Regions from separate parts of the Macaca mulatta genome. Here region 1 is linked to region 2. The links are chromatin contacts, called in public Hi-C maps. All regions are on one chromosome and are shown on one strand. Each heading gives the region's core, a stretch centred on a gene start, on an enhancer-like site or on the middle of the called end of the contact. The rest is flanking DNA. Distances are from core to core; before and after follow the strand shown.

Evidence for each region. A called contact is a pair of places that touch in the nucleus more often than the background predicts.
Region 1: a contact with region 2 is called in a Hi-C map of fibroblasts, with 2.3 times the contacts expected there. The contact joins two enhancer-like sites. A contact is called at or near these places in 3 of 14 Hi-C or Micro-C datasets (blood, fibroblasts and liver).

The regions. Positions count from the first base shown.
Region 1 is chr11:101,429,235-101,431,988 of T2T-MMU8v2.0, reverse strand. No RefSeq gene overlaps it. Among named protein-coding and RNA genes, the nearest start is that of PLXNC1, 47 kb to the left of the region's middle. Within about 2 kb of position 1,323, at least 6 of the 40 cell types and tissues checked have an H3K27ac peak or open chromatin away from gene starts, as enhancers often do.
Region 2 is chr11:101,309,454-101,312,233 of T2T-MMU8v2.0, reverse strand. No RefSeq gene overlaps it. Among named protein-coding and RNA genes, the nearest start is that of PLXNC1, 170 kb to the left of the region's middle. Within about 2 kb of position 1,468, at least 1 of the 40 cell types and tissues checked has an H3K27ac peak or open chromatin away from gene starts, as enhancers often do.

The sequences.
Region 1 (2,754 bases), core at 74-2,573, 120 kb before region 2:
CTATTAGACAAATAATTTCCTTTAAAGCTTGCAAAGGGGGGCAGGCGCGGTGGCTCACGCCTGTAATCCCAACACTTTGGGAGGCTGAGGCCGGCGGATCACTTGAGGTCAGGAATTCGAGACCAGCTTGGCCAACACGGTGAAAACCGGTCTCTACTAAAAATACAAAAATTAGCTGGGCGTGGTGGCTCGCGCCTGTAATCCCAGCTACTCGGAGGCCTAAACAAGAGAATCGCTTGAACCTGGGAAGCAGAACTTGCAGTGAGCCAAGATCGTGCCACTGCACTCCAGCCTGGGCCACAGAACCAGACTCTGTCTCAAAAAACAAACAAACAAAGAGGTTTTCCTGTGTCAAGCTTAACTGATTCTATTTATTTCTTTCCTCTTCATGAAAAGATTGATTCATTCATTTATTTCTCAACTGATATTTTACTGAGTACCTTCTGTGTGCCAGGTACCAGGGTGAAAAAGGCAGAGTTGGTTCCTGGTTTGGGTGGAGCTGATGGTCTAATAAGGGAAGATATATTGAATAAACACGTTAATTGGTCATCCCTAAGATAAACGCTACACAGGAAACACAGACTTCTGGCAGAGGCTGCGACAGGGAACCAGCTGAAGTGCTCAGCTCAATCTCAGGCATCCTTTTCCTCCCAGAAGCTCTCTTCTCACTTCCTGCTGCTGCAAACTGATAAAAATCATAGCCTCCCAGAAGCGGATGGTGAGTCAGTGCATTCAAGGCTGCACATCCCCAGGTAAAGTAACAAGAGTCAGGGTCTGGCTGAAATCTCCTCTCCCCGCTCACACTCCTGGGCTGAGTGCCACTCGGCAAGGCGTGAGCCATTTTGCATGATGAAATCCACATTACAGATTTCTTCTGAGGCCTGATGACTAATAAGGTCTGAAGACAACAAGACACCTCTGGGCGCTGCATCCTCCTCCTCCTCTTCAGTGTTTATGGAACACCTCCTAGGTATCGGGTGGGTGTTCGGTGCCAAGGATGCAAGCAAAACATTAGAGACAAAAGGAGGAATAGAATATGCCAAAGGCCAAGGAGGGCACGAACTAGTGGTTCCCAGAGTTTGAGATTTTATGAGCAGCTAAAAGTGAGAGCTTTATTAACTAGGATCAGACATTGCTAATTAGGTCAAAGGATAAAAGATGTTCAGTCTAACAGTGGCCTAAACAAGACAGAAAATGAAAGTTTATCTCTATCATGAGAGTCCGGAGTCCCACTGAGTAAGGGAAAGGTGAGGGTGAGCACTTTGCTGCCCTTCCTGTGATATTCCCAAAGGAAAGACGGGAGAAAGAGGAGACTCACACAATCCATTCTCCACCCCGCAGCTGCAGCCTGCGTACTCTTTGAAATATGTTATTCAGATCGTTATCCTGCTTCTCATCTTCCTGTGGCTTTCCATAACTGGCCAGAAGCCCTCCCACAACCCCCACTGCCCTGCCTGCCTCCACCACCTGCTCCTTGCTCATCGTACTCTGGCTGTAGCGCCTGCCTTCTTTCTGCAACTTGCACACACCAAGCTCTTCCTAAAGCTATGCCTATGCATGCACAATGTCCTCTGGCTGGAAGGCCCTATCTGCAGCTCCTTCTATGGCTTGTTCATCTCCGCCTTAGGCCTCAGTTCAAGTATCTACCACCTCCTCAGAGCACCCTTCCCTCAAGCCCTGGTGGGCAGTGGCTCTGCCACCTACATAGCCTCATACTCACTCCCTCTCTCATGTTCCTGATTATGTCCTTTTCTTTTAAGAGACAAGGTCCATTCTGTCATCTAGGCTAGAGTGCAGTGCATGATCATAGCTCAGTGCAGCCTTGAACTCCCGGGCTCAAACCATCCTCCCACCTCAGCCTCCTAAGTAGCTGGGACTACAGGTGTGTGCCACCACACCTGGCTAATTTTTAAATTTTTCGTAGAAATGGAGTCTCACTGTGTTGCCCAGGTTGGTCTCTAACTCCAGTCCTTAAGTGATCCTCTGACCTCAGCCTCCTAAAGTTTTGGAATTATAGGCATGAGCCACTGTGCCAGGTCCCTGATTGTGTCCTTGATAGGATTTACCACAATCTGAAGCCATCTCGTTTGTTTGCTTGCTGGCTCTTTGTAAGTGTATGACCTCCTTGAGTAAAGGAACCTTGTCTGTCATGCTCACTTCCATAGCCCCAGTGACCAAAATGATGTCTGGGAAGGGTGTCACACATGCTCTGCAAATTTGTGACAGATGAACTGAACAGGAAAGAAGGATAAATTCATTCAAACTCCATCGAAGATGCTGTTCCATGTTCTGACTGAAGTCGGGTCTGAAGTCTGAGGTTTGTTGAAGGCTTTCAGTGACTTAGATGAATCTAGTATGGTAGTAAGGTTGGCGTGTTCCATAACAGATAAGCCATAAGCCAAGACGTTTACATCAACTCTTGTGTCCCAACTCCATCCCCAACACACCATGAGCTCCAATATGAAAAAAATACTTTTCCTAAGAGTGAGAGGTTTTGAGATTTCACATGCCTGAGTCATCTTCATGGCAGACCTGACTGGGGCTCATTTGCATTATGTGGAAATGATCTTTGGGGGTGTGAGGCTGTTGATAAAAGAAAGCCTTTAGCATCTGTGTCTTTTTAACAAGGCTGAAGCACCCGCTGGCTTTGTTCCATGTTGAACAGACATTTAGAGACATCTCTTTCTATTTATTTTATTTTATTTTATTTTATTTTTTCGAGATGGAGTCTTGCTCTGTCATCCAGGCTGCAGT
Region 2 (2,780 bases), core at 219-2,718:
ATATCTTCACCTATATCCTAATTTCTACCTGGAGTGACTTTTATAAGAAAGGTATTAAAAGATTACATTAGGGCCAGGCACGGTGGCTCATGCCTGTAATCCCAGCACTTTGGGAGGCCAAGGCGGGTGGATCACGAGGTCAAGAGATTGAGACCATCCTGGCCAACATGGTGAAACCTGATCTCTACTAAAAATACAAAAATTAGCTGGGCATGGTGGCACATGCCTGTAGTTCCAGCTACTTGGGTGGCTGAGGCAGGAGAATCACTCGAACCCAGGAGGCAGAGGTTGCGGTGAGCTGAGATTGCACCACTGCACTCTAGCCTGGTGACACCATGAGACTCTGTCTCAAAACAAAAACAAAAACAAAAACGTTGCATCTTCACCTATATCCTTACTTCTACCAGAATTGTCTTTTACAAGAAAGATGCTAAAAAATTACATGCCAGGGCCAGGTGTGGTAGCGCCCATTGTATTCCCAGCTACTCAGGAGGCTGAGCCCAGAAATTAGAGACTGCAGTAAGCTATGATTACACCACTGCAGTCCAGCCTGGGTGACAGAGCAGGACTCCATCTCTAAAGTAAATAAATAAAAATTACATGCCAGGATAATCAGGCATTTTGCAATGAGATGATTGAACTGCTCTATGTAATCCTCTCAGTAATCAGGAAAATGGAGGGGATGCTGGAAAACTAGAGACAACCAAAAGTAAGGAACAAGTTTTTGTTGTTGCTGTTGTTTGTTTGTTTTTACAGAAAGCAGGTGGGTCCTGACAATGAGAGATTGGTAAGCATGGAGGTGACCTGAACCAGGTTGTAGACCAGGAAGATCCATGAGCATTTGGAACAAGAGGTAGGGACCAGCAGGAGGCAACATAAGCTCAGAAAAACCAAATACAACTTTTTGTTTTGATTGTGACTACAGACAGGTAAATCAAGATATGTCTGTGCACATAACATATCTGAATTTCTACAAAGCATTTAACAAAGTCTTTCTGAATTTGTTTCTGGAGAAAATGGAGGAGCCTGTAGTAGATGATAGCCTCGTTGGATGGATATGTGTGTAACTGAGTGGATCTGCATCCACATGGGAGGAAAGGTAAGACAAAGTGCCAGAGAGGCCCAGTACTCAAACTCCATTAATACAAGTCTGGAGTGCATGGCAAGGAGAGAATTGGACTGATCTACTCACCCAGCTGGAATCTATGTTCCATTCATGGTGCCTTGAAAAGAGACATTGACAGACTGCTACTCATCCAGAGGAGGGCAATCAGGGTAAATTGGAAATTAAGGAACTGATAAAGAATGCAAAGTATTTAGCCTGAAGACCTAAAGCCTTGGGAGGAGGGCTGGATGATGGCAACAGTCTTCAAGTATCTTCAGAATTATTCCTTTAGAATGTTCTATGTGGTTCCATTGGCTGCATGTTTTCCCTAAGGCTATAACATGAGTCAGTGGCAGACTGGAATTGGAACTTGGGTTTCAGATGTGCTGGTTCTTGCAACATAGTGTTCCACGCCAGGCCCCTCCTGATAACAGGCTACTTGAGCACGATATTTTGATTCTGGCTTTTGGGTGATTTATACTTTTGTGAGAATGCATTTTAGGCTCTGTTCAGAAGGAAAAGAGGGTTAGAAGAGGCTGAGGGTTAGAGATGCATGTTTCCCACCTCCCCACTTCCTCCTGGGTCTCCTCTTCTCTTTCCTCTTGTGCTCCTTTCTCACCCACCCACTCTACCCACAATGAATCCTCAATTTCTCTCACTTCATTATCTCAGCACCTTATTAGAAGAAATAGAACTAAACTAATTAAGAGGTGGTTTGGTAGTGGGTAAAAGAGCTCTAAAGTCTAGATTTGGGATCAGATAACCTGGGTTTATAGTCTCTCTCTCTCTCTTACCAACTAACTGAGTGACTTTGGACCCAGTATTTAGTTTCTTCAAATAAGGGGATTTAAAATTCCTTTCTGGTTCTACAATTCTATGATAAAATATCAATTCAAGTGAATTCACATTTTTCAAGGAAAAATCACCCAGTATGTACCTGAAAGACCCTCTGGTCACCAGAGGTTTATATGCTATCCTCTGCCATGCACAGAGCTCTCCAGCCTCCTCTCTTCTCATTGTCTGGGTCCTCTTCTCCCATCTCCATCTGTCTAAATGTCATCATCCTCCAAGTTCAATGTAGAGTTCTTCTCTGAAGTCCAAGAGCACTTGCTGTCTACACCTTGACTAGTTGGACAAGGCCATGTCTTTTGGAGCAGGAAATGAGTGAGTTTCCCACTGCACTATCAGGATTTTTTTCTTAGTAATTATTGATTGATTGCTAACATGCAATAATCAATATGTAATGACAGGACTGAGAATTCAGCAACATAGGCTAGTAAAATAATTATGTGAGAAGCCAACATATCCCTACATCCTCCTCAATTATGTATGTAAGATTAGCCTTGGCAGCCCCGTATCCAGGCACATGTATCATAATGCTTTTAATATTCCCAGAACAGCGGGAGAGACTCAGCTCTGTTCACCAAATCACCATTCAGCCTAACATTCACTGAGCACCAGCTTGGTGCCAGGCACTGTGCTAAGTGCTTTACGCAAATCATCCCACGTGACCCTCACAATCACTGCATGAGGTAGTTACTGTTATTGTCCCTGCTTTATAGATGAAGAAAACAAAAGTTCAGAGGAGTTAAATAACCTTGAGTACTCAAATTAGTTACTGACCTTAGTTACTCATAATAATTGAATATGATATAGTTACAGTAGTTGAAGAGAA